Linked DNA regions of Mus musculus: region 2 is linked to region 1. The links are chromatin contacts, called in public HiChIP or PLAC-seq maps. All regions are on one chromosome and are shown on one strand. Each heading gives the region's core, a stretch centred on a gene start, on an enhancer-like site or on the middle of the called end of the contact. The rest is flanking DNA. Distances are from core to core; before and after follow the strand shown. Region 1 overlaps Zcwpw1 (zinc finger, CW type with PWWP domain 1). Region 2 holds the start of Pilrb1 (paired immunoglobin-like type 2 receptor beta 1).

Region 1 (2,700 bases), core at 145-2,644:
CTTCTTTCCCATCAAATCCCTGTGTGAGTCACTGTAGAGAGGGCCCAAAAATGCCATTGGGAAGGAGAGCCCCAAAAGATTGAGAACAGAGTATTGTGTCAGTACCAGGATCTGAAACACCTGTAGCTAATATAATGTCTAAGTCAGGTGTGATGATATACATCTATAATTTAGCACTCAGGAAGCTGAGGCAGGAGGATGCTTTGAGTTTGAGGCCAATAGGCTGTAAGTGAGTGCTAGGCCAGACTGAGCTGTAGCTCAGTGTGATTCTGCCTCAAAAACCAAAAATGTCTGGGGGGGGGTAGTGATATGTTGGGATCATGTGTCTAATATTATTATTGATTATTTTTTCTTTAAAAAAGATTTATTTTATTTTTAATTGTGGGTATGAGCACATGTATGCAGGAACCTACAGAGACTCAGAACTTCAGCTCCCTGAAGCTGGAACTCCTGTGGTAATGAGCTGTTTGGTGTGGATGCTGAGAACCTAGCTTGGGTCCTCTGGAAGAGTGGTCCTTAACTGCTGAGCCAGCTCTCTAGCTCCATATTGACTAATGAAAAAAATTATTAGTCATTTGAAGGTTTCTGTATTGACTATTTTTAAAGGCATATTTATCATCAAGCCTAACCTTCTGTTTTAGAAAAAATGCAAGAACAAGAACTCTAATCAGAAGCTGGAGGCAGCCATAGCGATGGCTCACAGGGCAGAACAGACCAGTATTCAGGTGGGACAATGCTCAGCTCACACCTGCCGGCCCCATTCAGTCCAAAGGCAGCCCACACCTGCAGACTCACTGCAGGGAGCTGGAGGCCTGCCTTCCCTATTGCAGCTTAGATCTCACCCTTTCCTTCCTGGCCTGGTCTCCCTGATGCCTAAGGCATCCACTCCTTTCCCTGCCCTTGGACACTTGGTGTCTTCTCTCAGCCCAAACATAGTTTTTACCCTCAAATTCCTCTGGAAGGAGCAGGGTGGGGTAGAGAGTGACATGTGAGTTTCTCTTTCCTAGTCATTTGTTCCATCATGAATCAACTAGAAAAGAGATTATAATTAATCTCCTTTAAAGGTTCAGATAAAGCTTATGTGATATTTCAAATGATAATGGTTTGGAAAATGAATGCAGCCTTTGTCATAACTAGAATCTAGAAGACAGGGCAAAGCTGTGCCTGACAGGGAGTAGGTGACACTGTTGTCTCTTGATTCCCTAGGAGCGGGTTAACTTGTTTGGTTTCTGGAGTCGATACAATGGAGCTGACATCAGTGAGGAAGGGGAAGGTAGGAAGAGGGATGGAGGGTAGAGAGGCCCCTGCCCCAGGATCCAAGCCTGCACTCTCTGCCCCTGTCCAGATTCTCTTGTGACAGTGACCCAGAGAGATGGGGGAGGGGATGATAAGACAGGGTGTGTGTGAGTCATGATCTGTAGGACCATGGTGACGTGGGACTCTCCCCAGGACTTAGAAGACAGGATATGAAAATGGATTTCCTGAGATCAGCTCAATTCAATAATGTATCTTGGACACCCAGTCTTCCTTCTTTTCCCTTTTCTAGATTTGACTCTCTGTGAGTCCAACAACCCTGAGTCTTGTCTGGAGAAGGAAGAGAAGGACTTAGAGGAGGAGAAGGAGGAGGAAGAAGAGAAGAAAGTAAATCGTAGAGAGAGTTCTTGTGACTTCAGAATTCCTGTAGGGGTGTGGTTGGCATAGATTCATGGTCCCTGTGAACCATCGAGCCTTGGGGCCCTGGCTGGCTGGCTCACTCTCAAGATCTCCAGGAAAGAAGGCTTTCCATCCTCCCTGTGGGACTTTCTAAGCTCTATAGGAATTTCCTTGATTGCAGTTTCAGTTTGTGCTGTGTTTCCCTTGGTCTTTATATAATTCCAGGAAACCCTCAGTTGCTTTTTCCACTCCTTTCTCTGGTGTGGAAACTTCAGATGTCACCCATTTTCTTGGCATCACCTTGAAACAATAATTTTCATGTTCTTGTTTAGTTTACCTTTTTCTTTTTTGTGAAAAAATTATTACCCCATTTACTTACTTGGGCATGGGAACACAGGCCAGAGAGCAAGCTGAGGGAGTTGGTTCTCTTTCCACCATGTTGTCCCTCCAGGTGAACTCGGGTTGTCAGGCTTGGAGCCGCTGCGCCATCTCATAGTCTCTAAGTTACCTCCCCCTGCCTTAGCTTCTTTTTAAGCATTCAATCCTTGCATTGACTGGTACTAAGTAGGATGGTAGGGTGACCACATATTTTTTTTCTCTGCTGCTGAACCAGGTTGCAGTCAAACCTAGTTTAACTTTCTGAGGCCCACCCATTATTCTCTAGCACCCCTTCTAAAAAGAGAATATGTGTGCTAGTGCACTCCTGTGCAGGTGTGCATGCATATGTGTGCAAATGCACATGAGGTCAAAGGTTGTTCTCAGGTATTCTTCAGGTGCCACCCCCATGTTTTTTTTTTTTTTTTTTGTTTTTTTTTGAGGTAGGTTTGTAGCTTGACCACTCAGATAGGCTGGTTAACAAGCCCCAAGAATGTACCTGTTTCCACACCTCCAGCGCTGGATCACAAGTGTGCTCCATCACACCCAGCCTTTCATGTAGGTTCTGGAGAGTGAACTCAGGGCCTCATGTTTGCATGGGGATCACATGACTAAAGTGCCTCCTGGTTTCTAGAAAGAGTTTTGTAATTCAATTTGCTTTTTTCTGTTCTT
Region 2 (2,700 bases), core at 10-2,509, 40 kb after region 1:
AATTGGAGTCCTTATGTAGGGCCAAGAGAGTCAGCTACATTCTGGAGAAGTTTATTCAGCTTGAAGTCATGTGTGAAAGCTGGCAGGAGAGTAGTCAGATTTCGAACAATAAGGGAGTGAGCAGGAGGGAAGGACAGATGCTAAAGCTTAGAGTCAGGTGTGGTTCTGTGTCTGCAGAGAATGACAAGACCATAGCAGAGGTAGCAGAGAAGGCTAGTCACAACCACAAGGGAAGTGCTGTTGGCAGAGGTATGGGCAGTGCCAAGGGAAATGAATATGAAAGGAAGCTCAGAGTTGTGAAGCCTGAGGTGACAGGCACAGGACAAGGAAGCCACAGACATCAAAGCCCGAGCCAAGGTGACTCACCTTGGGTCACGTTGAGTTGGGTTCCAGGAATTGACTGCCACAACTTCATGCCTTCTGTCGACTGCAGATTAACTCGACTAAAGTACTGGGCTTGGTCAGACTCCTTCAAGTTCAGGATTCTGAGGACTCCAGATGTCTGACCCTGTGTCCAGTTCAGGATGAGCCGGCCCTTGAAGTGCTCATGTATGAAAGGCAGGGAGGAGTTGTAGATGACTTCCCCATGGAAATCCTTCCATTTCCAGGCTATGCTCATCTGTGGATCCTTGGCCAACTTCCAGGGGAAATAGAAGGAGAAGGGGATGTCGATGGAGCCACCCTGGACTCCAGAGCAGCGTTCAGGTTGGTTGACCCCAAAGCCATTTTTTCTGTTGTATCTTTCTGAATTTCCTGGGAAGGATGGGGAGACTCTGAAGCCACTGCAGGGGACAGTGACAGGAAACATAGAAAGGACAACACAGAACATTCTGAGACTTCTTGCACAGGCAGGGCTGAGACACAAGGCAGGACTGTCCCTAACGCTAGTGGGACAGGAAAGAGAGTGAAGGGTTGGGTTGGGCTCCCTCTGCAATGTTAACAGACTCTTGGGGCAGAGGGTCCTGGCTGGCTCCTCTAGCAGACACCTGTACACATGACTCCCTACTCTTCCCAGCCCCACTGTCCCCTCCTGAGGTTAAGTCCCTGCTAGTGAGGTCACTACCACTCACCAGCATGCAGACAGCCTGATGAGAGCAGAAGCAGGACCTGAGCCATGGCTGGAGTCCCTCCAGGAAGCGAGATCAGCAAAGCCATCAGGAAGGCAAGGATGCTCTGTCTAGGGACACTGGGGTGCTCAGGAGTCCAGAGAGAACCAGGGTAAAGTGAAACAGATCCCCAGGCATTCACATGTGGAGGACTGAGTTGGGGCAGGACCTCTCCATCTCCACCTCCTTGTGGCCAGCAACTTCCTTTATTGATCTGGCTTCTTCTTTTCCCATGTTGCAGAAGATCCGCCCTGTGGTCACTGACAACATAACTGGACTTTGGCCCAGCCCCCATTGTTGGCTTGGAGACAAGGCCTTGTCCTCAGGAGGCAGGGTTCTCCTCTCTTCCACCTTCATCTTCTATCTTATCTACTGTTTTCCATTTCCTAAGTGGCTTGTAATCTCTGTTTCCCTTCCTCTATTTTTCTTCTATTCTTTCCTTCCCCCTACTCAATCTCTTTCTCATTATGTCTCCCACCATGCTGGTTGTCACATTTCTCTCTAATTATCTCACCTAATGAAGTTGTCAGTTTCTAAATCACCTCAGACACAATGAGGAAGGTGTAATTAGGAAACACAGTAAGTCCCAGGCCCTAGCACAGTAACCTCCCTACCCTGCTCTTCCTTCCCCCTCTCTGTCCACATCGCAACTTGCTCTTTCTTGCCTTTCAGGGAGCCTTCCCAGTGCACAGGCAGAATCAAGGCTTGCCCTGATCTCTGTGGCAGAGCCTCCAACTTCCCTGGGTTTCTTGGACAGTGACTCTAAAGCTACTCCAGTTTCTAAAGGAGCATTTCTGCCTCTCCTCCTCCTACCATAACACTTACTCAGGAGAGGATAACAAGGATCAGAGAAGTCAAGGCACTTGTCACATGACAGCCACATGGCTCATTGACTGGACTTTAGTCACATTGAGTTCTTGGAGTCTTCCATTTCACACAGAGACTTCAGTCTGCCTGCTCAGTACAGCCTCTGAGGAGGCTCCTTCCACAAAGCTCTTGAGTGACTCCCTCTATTTATGGCCACACTAGAAACTTCTTTGGACTAAGTGGGCAAACACAGCTCTGAGCAGCCATGTGTCATTCATGATGTAAGGCCTGGGACATGGCTGACAGTGGACACAGCTGGCCTGTGACTTGGGTAGAGATATGAAAGGTTGGGGCAGAGGCTGTGGTGACCTCAGGGCAGATTCTAAAGAGGTTCATCCTGCCCTTCCCCAAGACATGATGCCATGAGCTCCCTGAAGGGCACAAACACACATGGTGTCAGAGGAAGTGGCATCAATCTCCCTGAGTGACATGTGCAGAGGCCTCTTCCCATTTCCTTAGGTTCCCTGGCATTGATCGCCTTGTTCCTGCTTCCCTGCAGCTGGCTTTGCAGCCTGCCCTCTCTCATGTCTGCTCTCTGACTCCCTTCACAGTCCCCATGGTCCTCAGATCCCTTGTTCTGATCCAGACACAAACAGTCAGGTCCTGACAGTTTGTTTTTATCTGTATTCATAGTACCCTTGGAGACACTGAGGCATAGAGCCTATGGGTGAGTTGGCTCCAGATGGAAGGTTAGTCAGATCAGGGACTAGGGATGTGTGTGTGTGTG

The links. HiChIP or PLAC-seq counts read pairs in DNA pulled down with a chosen protein or histone mark.
Region 2: a BATF HiChIP or PLAC-seq map of CD8 T cells shows a contact between it and region 1, with 14 read pairs. The contact joins the promoter of Pilrb1 here to the enhancer-like site in region 1. A contact is called at or near these places in 1 of 15 datasets of contacts at CTCF or cohesin (CD8 T cells), 1 of 484 Hi-C or Micro-C datasets (bone marrow-derived macrophages), 2 of 115 datasets of contacts at active chromatin or transcription factors (CD8 T cells and bone marrow-derived macrophages) and 3 of 9 other capture datasets (adipose tissue, liver and pancreatic islet).

Annotation. Positions count from the first base shown.
Region 1 is chr5:137,816,252-137,818,951 of GRCm38.p6, forward strand. Zcwpw1 (zinc finger, CW type with PWWP domain 1) reads left to right here. Exons shown (of 17, transcript NM_001005426.2): 12 at 642-725; 13 at 1,207-1,273; 14 at 1,547-1,641. Among named protein-coding and RNA genes, the nearest start is that of Pilra, 19 kb to the right of the region's middle. Within about 2 kb of position 1,395, at least 22 of the 459 cell types and tissues checked have an H3K27ac peak or open chromatin away from gene starts, as enhancers often do. A contact at or near this core is called in CD8 T cells and bone marrow-derived macrophages, where this site is marked.
Region 2 is chr5:137,856,790-137,859,489 of GRCm38.p6, forward strand. Pilrb1 (paired immunoglobin-like type 2 receptor beta 1) reads right to left here and starts at 1,260. Exons shown (of 5, transcript NM_133209.2): 1 at 1,071-1,260; 2 at 367-753. The coding sequence starts at 1,155. It overlaps Gm36551 (a long non-coding RNA gene), which reads left to right. Exons shown (of 4, transcript XR_001784998.2): 1 at 1-357; 2 at 609-705.